Regions from separate parts of the Mus musculus genome. Here region 2 is linked to region 1. Evidence: chromatin contacts called from public HiChIP or PLAC-seq data. All regions are on one chromosome and are shown on one strand. The core of a region is the stretch at or near the end of the contact, and the rest is flanking DNA. Distances in the headings are between cores, read along the strand shown. Region 1 overlaps Kcnip2 (Kv channel-interacting protein 2). Region 2 overlaps Armh3 (armadillo-like helical domain containing 3).

The links. HiChIP or PLAC-seq counts read pairs in DNA pulled down with a chosen protein or histone mark.
Region 2: a contact with region 1 is called in an H3K27ac HiChIP or PLAC-seq map of embryonic stem cells, with 5 read pairs. The contact joins two enhancer-like sites. A contact is called at or near these places in 1 of 115 datasets of contacts at active chromatin or transcription factors (embryonic stem cells) and 3 of 9 other capture datasets (adipose tissue, liver and pancreatic islet).

What each region holds. Positions count from the first base shown.
Region 1 is chr19:45,788,859-45,793,882 of GRCm38.p6, reverse strand. Kcnip2 (Kv channel-interacting protein 2) reads left to right here. Exons shown (of 10, transcript NM_145703.2): 10 at 166-1,537. The coding sequence ends at 213. Among named protein-coding and RNA genes, the nearest start is that of Oga, 7.8 kb to the right of the region's middle. Within about 2 kb of position 3,097, at least 185 of the 459 cell types and tissues checked have an H3K27ac peak or open chromatin away from gene starts, as enhancers often do. A contact at or near this core is called in embryonic stem cells, where this site is marked.
Region 2 is chr19:45,880,331-45,885,354 of GRCm38.p6, reverse strand. All of the region lies in intron 23 of Armh3 (armadillo-like helical domain containing 3), which reads left to right. Among named protein-coding and RNA genes, the nearest start is that of Kcnip2, 67 kb to the right of the region's middle. Within about 2 kb of position 3,079, at least 20 of the 459 cell types and tissues checked have an H3K27ac peak or open chromatin away from gene starts, as enhancers often do. A contact at or near this core is called in embryonic stem cells, where this site is marked.

The sequences.
Region 1 (5,024 bases), core at 1,848-4,347:
CATGACCAGGGCAGATTTACCCCTTCTCCGCCTCAGATCCCCCAGGTAACCTTCTTAATTCCTGAATGTCCCCCTCTTCGACTAAACGTCTTTCTCTGTGTCTCTGACAAGCTTTCTTTCTCTCTCTCTCTCTCTCTGCCTGCCTCCCTCCTGCCATGACCACAGGACGAGAACATCATGAGGTCCATGCAACTCTTTGATAATGTCATCTAGCTCCCCAGGGAGAGGGGTTAGTGTGTCCCAGGGTAACCATGCTGTAGCCCTAGTCCAGGCAAACCTAACCCTCCTCTCCCCGGGTCTGTCCTCATCCTACCTGTACCCTGGGGGCTGTAGGGATTCAACATCCTGGCGCTTCAGTAGTCCAGATCCCTGAGCTAAGTGGCGAGAGTAGGCAAGCTAAGTCTTTGGAGGGTGGGTGGGGGCGCGCAGATTCCCAACCCCCGACGACTCTCACCCCTTTCTCGACTGATACCCAGTGCTGAGGCTACCCCTGGTGTCGGGAACGACCAAGTGGTTCTCTGCCTCCCAGCCCACTCTAGAGACCACACTAGACGGAATATCTCCTGCTATGGTGCTTTCCCCATCCCTGACCGCAGATTTTCCTCTAAGACTCCCTTCTCAGAGAATATGCTTTGTCCCTGTCCCTGGCTGGCTTTTCAGCCTAGCCTTTGAGGACCCTGTGGGAGGGGAGAATAAGAAAGCAGACAAATCTTGGCCCTGAGCCAGTGGTTAGGTCCTAGGAATCAGGCTGGAGTGGAGACCAGAAAGCCTGGGCAGGCTATGAGAGCCCAGGTTGGCTGTCACCGCCAGGTTCCACAGGGCTGCTGCTCTGGGTCAGCAGAGTATGAGTTTCCAGACTTTCCAGAAGGCCTTATGTCCTTAGCAATGTCCCAGAAATTCACCATACACTTCTCAGTGTCTTAGGATCCAGATGTCCGGTCCATCCCTGAAACCTCTCCCTCCTCCTTGCTCCTATGGTGGGAGTGGTGGCCAGGGGACGATGAGTGAGCGGTGTCCTGGATGATGCCTGTCAAGGTCCCACCTACCCTCCGGCTGTCAGCCGTTCTGGTGACCCTGTTTGATTCTCCATGACCCCTGTCTAGATGTAGAGGTGTGGAGTGAGTCTAGTGGCAGCCTTAGGGGAATGGGAAGAACGAGAGGGGCACTCCATCTGAACCCAGTGTGGGGGCATCCATTCGAATCTTTGCCTGGCTCCCCACAATGCCCTAGGATCCTCTAGGGTCCCCACCCCCACTCTTTAGTCTACCCAGAGATGCTCCAGAGCTCACCTAGAGGGCAGGGACCATAGGATCCAGGTCCAACCTGTCATCAGCATCCGGCCATGCTGCTGCTGCTTATTAATAAACCTGCTTGTCGTTCAGCGCCCCTTCCCAGTCAGCCAGGGTCTGAGGGGAAGGCCCCCACTTTCCCGCCTCCTGTCAGACATTGTTGACTGCTTTGCATTTTGGGCTCTTCTACCTATTTTGTATAATAAGAAAGACACCAGATCCAATAAAACACATGGCTATGCACAGCCCGCTGTCTCTGCCTCTTTATCCCTGTTACCCTACAATTGCCACGGTGACAGGCCTGCAGGCCTTTAAACTCTCAAGGAGCCAGGCGAGGTGGCACACGCCTTTAATCCCAGCACTTGGGAGGCAGAGGCAGGCGGATTTCTGAGTTCGAGGCCAGCCTGGTCTATAAAGTGAGTTCCAGGGCAGCCAGGGCTACACAGAGAAACCCTGTCTCAAAACAAAACAAAACAAAACAACCAACCCCCCCCCCCAAAAAAAAAACCTCTCAAGGAAGTGCTTGTCTTTTCAAGTGTGGCTGCGACTTGGCACATGACCAGGACTCACGTTGGAAATCAGCCCCTACAGGGATCTCCTCTCATGACTCGAGAGGACACAGGAAAGGTGGGATGCCGTCTAAAGGCTGTATGTGCTAAGCGTGTTGTCTCCCCCCACCTTGCCATAAATGTATTTTATCCCCGTTCTGGAAAATGAAAATTTTGCCATTCCATTTCAACATGAATGTGAATTCTAAAAACTAAAGCAAATACTCACACATGATATATCATGCATATATACATTTACATATTTTCAGAATTTAGCTTCATTGACTTTTCTTATGTTCTCTCTCTCATTTTGAGAAAATGTTTCCTACCCAAGGATGGCCTTCAATACTTTTTCTTAGAATTTGTTGTTATCGTTGTTAGCATACAAAATAATAGGGTTTCCTATGATATTTTCCTTCTTTCTTGTGTGTGCCTGTTTGTGTGTGTGTGTGTGTGTGTGTGTGTGTGTGTGTGTATTTTCTGTGTGGGTTGTAGGTGCTCCTGCATGTGCCAGTGGAGGCCAGAGGGCAGTGTTTGAGTGTCTTCTTCCAGCCTGTATTTTGAGGCAGGGTCTCTCACTGAAAATTCAGCTCACCTGTTAAGTTAGACTGGCTGGCCCAAAGTTCCCAGAAATCCACCTGTCTCCACCTGACTCACCTGTCTCCACCAGCTTGGGCCTAGGATTACACCCAGCTTTGGCAAACTTTCTTAAAATCTTTTTTTTTGTTGTTTTTTTGTTTGGTTTTGTTTTTTTTGTTTGGTTTTGTTTTTTGTTTTTTTTCCCCAAGACAGGGTTTCTCTGTGTAGCCCTGGCTGTCCTGGAACTCACTGTATAGACCAGGCTGGCCTCGAACTCAGAAATCCACCTGCCTCTGCCTTGCAAGTGCAAGTTGGGCATTATTAAAGAGAGTCCACAACTAATGAGCTGTCTCAGCAGGTTAAGATGTTAGCTGTCAAGCCTAAGGACTTGAGTCCCACCCCTGGGACACCCGTTGTGGACTGGACAGAGAGACCCAGGCTTGCCTCCAGGCCCGATGACCTGTCTTCTGTCCCGTGGGCCCTTTGATCTCCACATGAACACCATGTCACCAATTCACAAGTTGTTTGCCATTAAAAAAATTGTTCCCATCAAATGCAAATGGGGGGGGGGGCTGCCATTATGTAAGTGACTATGTGATCAAAGGGACTGACTTGGGCAGGCCACCTGGGGCAAGGACCTATTTCCTGAGTGCTTGTTCACTGGGCGTGGTGAATGGTAGGAACTCTTTTGCGTGCTGACTCACCCAAAGGAGGAAGTCAGGCCCTCTCCCTCCCTATACACTGACGAGGTCAATGGAGAGGTTTGTTTCAAAGAAGTAAAGGCTCCTGGTAGGACTAAATACTCAGGACTTTGGAGGCCCAGGCGTCAGTCCCAAGTATCACAGAAAATACCTAACTTCCCCAGTGGTCATGTTGTCTGTTTCCTGAGTATCTCATCAGAGAACCCTGTTCCTTTGGTTCTTTGGTTTCAAATTAAAGATATGATCGAAATTGTGGGTTTTGATCCGCAGGGAGTGAGCAGGGGGTGGGGCTAATGTTTGTTTCCATCTCACTGGTTTGGTTTTGAGAGGTTGCTGGGTGTGAAAGCCAGGGCCTGGTATATACTGTTCACTGAGCTGTTACCCCCCCTCCCAACCCCCACACCCCACTCCCTGAAGTTCATCCTCAGATCCTAAGTCAAGAACCTAGGATGGGGTATACCCTCCAGATGTTTTTCCTTTTTTTTTTTTTTTTTTTTTTTTGGTTTTTCGAGACAGGGTTTCTCGGTATAGCTCTGGATGTCCTGGAGCTCACTTTGTAGACCAGGCTGGCCTCGAACTCAGAAAATCACCTGCCTCTGCCTCCCGAGTGCTGGGATTAAAGGCGTGCGCCACCATGCCCGGCTTCCTTTTTTTTTTTTTTTTTTTAATTTATTTTATGTATATGAGTACAATGTTGCTCTCTTCAGACATATCAGATCAAGACATGGAATTCCATTAGAGATGGTTGTAAACCCCATATGGTTGCTGGGAATTGAACTCAGGACCTCTTGGAAGAGAAGCCAGTGCTCTTAACCACTGAGCCATCTCTCCAGCCTTATTGATTTTTTTTTTTTTTTTTTTTTTTTGGTTTTTTTGAGACAGGGTTTCTCTGTATAGCCCTGGCTGTCCTGGAACTCACTTTGTAGACCAGGCTGGCCTCGAACTCAGAAATCCACCTGCCTCTGCCTCCCAAGTGCTGGGATTAAAGGCATGGGCCGCCACCACCACCCGGTTTATTTCCTTTTTTTGATGTTGTTGCTGTTGGTGGTGGCGGCTTCTGGAATTGTTATGGGGGGGCGGGGAAGGGCTAGGGTTTCAGTCTGTGAGTTCTAAGTCTCACTGTTAAATGAGCCATAGAGACAGACTCTGAAGGAAGTTCAGGACTGTTTCATTACTTTATTAGCATCTGGGAGAACAACAGGGCAGGCAAGGTGTAAATCTTAGCAGCGTGGAGCAGAGGAGGGAAGGTTTGCAATGGGGTCAGCAGTGGCCACACACTCTAGAAGGCAGGGGAGAAGTCTTTCAAAAAACAAAGCTCAGAGTGTAAAGGCAACCGCGCTGAGAGTTTGGGCTGCCATTCAAATGAGAGGAGGAAGGAGGGAGTTCGTGAAGGAGGGAACTGTTCTTCCCATTGCTTTTTTGTTGTTTGCTTTTGTTTTTAGAGACAGGGTTTCTCTGTGTAGCCCTGGCTGTCCTGGAACTCACTCTGTAGACCAGGCTGGCCTCGAACCCAGTTTATCTCAGTTGGCCCACTTACCTCAGTTTCCCAAGTGCTGGGATTAAAGTCGTGCACCACCATGCCTAGCTTCCTCCGAGTTCCTTTTTTCTTTTTCTTTTAAAGATTTATTTATTATTATTATACATAAGTACACTGTAGCTGACTTCAGACTCACCAGAAGAGGGCGTCAGAAGGGTGGTTGTGAGCCACCATGTAATTTGAACTCGGGTCCTTCAGAAGAGCAGTCAGTGCTCCTATCCACTGAGCCATCTCTCCAGCCCCCTTTTTCTTTCTTCTTCTTCTTCTTCTTCTTTTTTTTTTTTTTAAATATCTTTAGGTGAATCGGTTTTCCTCAGGAGTGGTCATGGCCAGATGGTTGTTAGGCCCAATTAGATGCCCATCCCTTTTA
Region 2 (5,024 bases), core at 1,830-4,329, 91 kb before region 1:
CCTTTGTTCCTATGATTTTCCTTTTTCTCAACAGTTATTAAGTTGTTTTTGCAAACAATCAAGAAGTTAATGTTGATTAAAAGAGGCAAAACCCAGCAGATGGGGAACTTGATTTAGCTCCAGATGTAAGGCTTGCCAGACACTCCAATAATAGTAATGTGTATTTACAATTTTGTATAGATTCTAATGTGTGAGGGAGCAGGGGTGTGGTGTTTATTGCTTTCTTTCTTTTAAAGTAGAATGTCTCATCTCTGCAGTGATTTACTACAGCGTGTCACATCTGGGAATAACAGGGAAGCTGTGAACTGTGTGTGTTAGCTGGGCTGGGACGAGGGAGCAGGGGGTGAGATGTGCTAACAAGACACAGTGAGGAAGGTTGGACTGCCTGCCTACACCCAGAGACATTTTGCAGCAAACATAATTTTATAAATCTCACCAATAAATGCAGATCTGCACCTAGCAGTCAAGACACTGTCGTGAGTCCCTAGGATAAAAGTCAGTTTCTAGAAGAGTTTGGCATTGCAAACCTTCTGCCACGTCCCGTTTATGACCTAAGGGCAGTGAGACAGATGTGGATGTTTGAGTGCAGCAGCAGGTTCTGGGTCAGAGTATAAAGTATATAAGAATATAGTGTAGGTATTATTTATCCTATATTTCCACAGGCTTCTCGGGCAGCTCTTTTTCATCTGGGGCCCGTTTACTGTATCTTCTACTTTGTTGCTATTGCTTTCAATGATTTCTGCCTGGGCTGCTGTCCTTATTCTCCCCAAGGGCCACCAGGCAGCTAGATTAAGTTCCCTGCCTTCTCTGAATAACTGAAAGTCAGGCTGAGCCTGAGAAGGTGCCTGTCAGCATGGTTGCTTCTCTCCTTTCATCCCAGTTCTCACACTGGGCTTCCTGCAGAGGCTAAGCACACCCATTTCACTGTTGCTAATTAAATATTGGGCTGAAGAAGGAAGGACCCACTCAGCTTCCTCAAGAGATTGCTGGAAAGATGCGTGGGAATCTTACCACACTGATGAAAGCCAGACCGTGAACTCGTATGATGATGCTAAGAACAGTATACCTTCACTCCTTACTGTCATCTCTTTTCCATTACTAAATGTCAGGCTTGGGATGTTCTTCCATATGCTAGTTCTCTAATCTTTTAATCTTCAAACTCTGTAGAGCATAATATAGGCTGCTTATCGCATCCTTGTTTTTGCCACTTGAAACAGATTCTCACATAGCTTTGAACTCAGGACGTAACCAGTTGTCACCTCCTGCTCTATTACTGAAATGCTGGGATTGCATGTGTTTGTCACCATACTTTCCTCAAAATACAATGTTTAAAGATTAAAGAGTGACTTTTGGAAGGCCCTACTTTTGTTATGTGGTAAAGTTGTAAGCCTAGACTCTTCCTTTCGGGATGTAATGTTCCAGGTTCACAGAGATGTCTTAGGCTACTCTTTCTTCCTCTCCGGGCTGGAGGGCATGGGGTGAATCAATTAAAGAAGCTGCTGCTGTTTGCTGCATGACCTTGAGCAAGTTACCACCTATTAAATGGGTATGATGACCCCAGCCACTAGCTCCTGATAAACTATAAAGCTGTAGTCATTTCATGCAGAATATCCCCAAGTTTCCCACATCTTATAAGATTCCAGGGTCCTTCCTTCTTTTAGACCAACTAATATTTTCATGGTGTTTGTTTACCATATTTCATCTGTCCATTTGTTGATGGATACTGGAGTTACCATACTTTTGGGGTTTGTGTATGATGCTTCTATGAGTACAAGTTGTGTTTGGGAGCTTGCCTTCAAATCAGTATGGTGTTGCATACTTAGTACACTAGCACTTGGGAGGCTGAGGTAGGTAAATGGTTTGGCATTTCTAGGCCATCTGAGCTATAGAGCAAGGCTCTCTTAAAATGGGTAAAGAGGCCCTGCTTCATTTCTTTGAGGCATAGGCCCAGTTGAGGAGTTTTTGTATGGTAATTCTGTGTTTAGGGTGTGTTTGTTTGTTTGTTTGTTTGTTTTGAAGAATTGCCATGCTGCTTTTGAGGTTTCTTTCTTAAGTTTTATGTTACATGTATGAACAGCATATGTGTGCCTGGAGGGCAGAAAAGGGTATTGAATCTTTTGGGCCAGGGTTACAGATAGTTATGAATCACCAGGTGGGTGCTAAGAATTGAACTTGGGTCCTCACAAAGCTAACTATTGCTTTTAACTACTGGGCCAATTCTGTACACGCACACCCTTCCTTAACTTTGAGACAGGGTTTCACTGTGTACCCTGGCTGGCCTAGAAACCAAAAGTAGCCAAGGCCTGCCTCACACTCAGATCCACTTGCCTGTGCCTGGTGATGCTCGGGTTAATGGCATGTGCCTCTGCACTTGGCTTTCGTTTTGAAGCTTGTTTAGAAATTCCTAGATACATTTTATTTTTCTGTTCTGTGAAAGTTAAAATGTTTTGGGTTTCCTTGTAGATGAACACTGATGAGAATGATCAAAGAAGTTGCGTCATTTTCTATAGTTATATCCGAGGAAGAAGAAAAGGCACAACGGAGCCAGGCTTCCCTGCTCCTTTGTCTTCTTCTTCCAGTTTGTGATGGGCATCTGTGACTTGGGGTAGTTGAGAAAACAAGAGCCTGGGTCAGCAATCCCACCTCTGAGTCTCCAAGATACCATGGAGTAAGGCTTGCTAGGACAATTATGGTGTGCACAGTTTATTTTAGCTGTGTCTAAAGGTTATGTGTGCTGATGTGTGTATGAGGAGGATTTCTAAGGCAGCATGAACAGACTCTTATCACCTGTCTTAGAATGTTATTTGATATCTCCAGGAAGAGATGAGTTGAAGGCCAGCTTTCAGATGACAGTGTAAAGTGGTATCTTTGGGTCTCCTGGCATGTGGTGGGTCTGTTGGCTACCTTTAGATCCTCCTCAACAGATGGGAGGCAGCTGAAAGACCACAGACCCTTCTGTCCTTTGGAGCACGGGTTTTGTCAGTGGGAGTTAAAGTACTTCCACAAGCATGGAGTCTCTGGTGCTCTGCTTTTTTTGTCTTTCGTGGTTTAGTCATGCTGGTGCTTCAGTTGTCCCAAGTTATTTGCATTTGAACAAGCCTCTCTTCCTGTTTATCCTCAGCAGATTCTGACAGTACAGCTGCTTAGAGCTGCTATTGTAACTGGAACTCCTGATGTCAAAGAAGAGCCCACGTTGTTCCTCCCCATAGAAACTGTTGTGTCCTTTCATAAGAAGAGTGAAATACACTATGACACCTTGAAGGTTCATTTAGAGGGTTTGCCTCCTTTCTCCCTGCACATTCTGTGGTATTTATTTGTCTATATGAGACAGGTCTCAATATCCCAGGCTGACCTTGAACTTGTTCTGTACTCAAGGCTGGTTTTGGATTCCTGAGCTTTGTGCTGCTACCTGCCAAGTGCTAGTAGCTAAGGCAGGTTTGGAATTTATTACACAGCCCAGGTTGGCCTTCAATATAAGATCTTTCCTGCTTCCACTTCTCTCTGGTATGGAAATTACAGGTGCATACCACCACCCCTAGCCTAGTCATCTCTGTTAATGGAGGCAGAATTAGAGAAGGAATTGTGAGGTCCCGGTCCTCTGAGTCTTCCAAGACTCATTGCTCATGCATCTGTTTGGACTTCAGTATCCTCCAACCTAGAGGTTCTCTTGGTAACATGAGCATGGAGTTTGATGCCTGGGCACTTCAGCAGAAGGACGCAACTTAAGTTACTGAGAAATGAATTTGGACTAACGTAGAGGATGGAGTACAGGCTAAAGGAAAAATACGAGCAGAGGCACTGAATTGATGACTTGTAAGTAGCAGGGAGTATATGACCATAGAGTTGTCTGTCTAGGCTTAGATTATCACTGAGTCAGACTTTATCAATGATAGCCCTGCTTTTGTTAGTCAGACCCTGATCCACTCCATAAGACAGAGTGAGAAGTGTTATGCACATTACAACAAAGCACTAAAATGAAGCCACAAGAATATTGTTTACTTGGTGTTTCCCAGTCTTCTAAGACTGCAGCTAGGTTTACACTGCAAAGTGAAATTTTGCATAAGGACATAGCTAGGTGAACTGCAGTGAACTTAGGAAAATCATGTATTTGCAATGAAATACTGAGGTTTTTATCTGGGTCTGTAATAATTTGTAGGTGAGGCGATTTTAGTTTACCTCTCTTAAACTGAGCTTAAAATTCCCTTGGAGGGCTGGTGAGATGGCTCAGTGGGTTAGAGCACCCGACTGCTCTTCCGAAGGTCCAGAGTTCAAATCCCAGCAACCACATGGTGGCTCACAACCATCCGTAACAAGATCTGACTCCCTCTTCTGGAGTGTCTGAAGACAGCTACAATGTACTTACATATAATAAATAAATAAATAAATCTTTAAAAAAAAAAAAAATTCCCTTGGAGTTCTTCTGCACTTTGCTTCCTTTATATCTTCATCATCCTCATGTGCATATTTTTCCTGTGTGCATGTCTATGCAGCATGTGTGTGCAGTGCCCAAGAATGTCCGAAGAGGTATTAGATCCCATGGGACTGGAGTTACAGATGGTTGTGAGGTGCCATGTGGGTGCTGGAAATCGAACCCAGGTCCTGTGGGAGAGCAGCTAGTGCTCTTAACTGCTGAGCCATTTCTTCAGCTCCTGATCTTAATTATTTTTTAAATATTATTTGTTTATGTATGGGTGTTCTGTGCGTGCATATATAGTGCATGACACAAGAGGGCATCGGATCCCATTACAAATGGTTGTGAGCCACCATGTGGTTGCTGGGAATTGAACTCAGGACCTCTAGAAGAGCATCAGTGCTCTTAACCTTTGAGCTGTCTCTCCAGCCCCATCTTTAATTATTTTTAGCCATACAGTTCCTTGACATTAAATGTATTTACATTGTTACACAATCACTACCACCATCCACTTCTAGGACTTCTGTATTCATGAATGGTTTGGGGACTGAAAGTAGAGCCTTGTATAGGTTAGACCAGCACCTTTACCACTTGGCTCAGCTCCCAGCCCAAA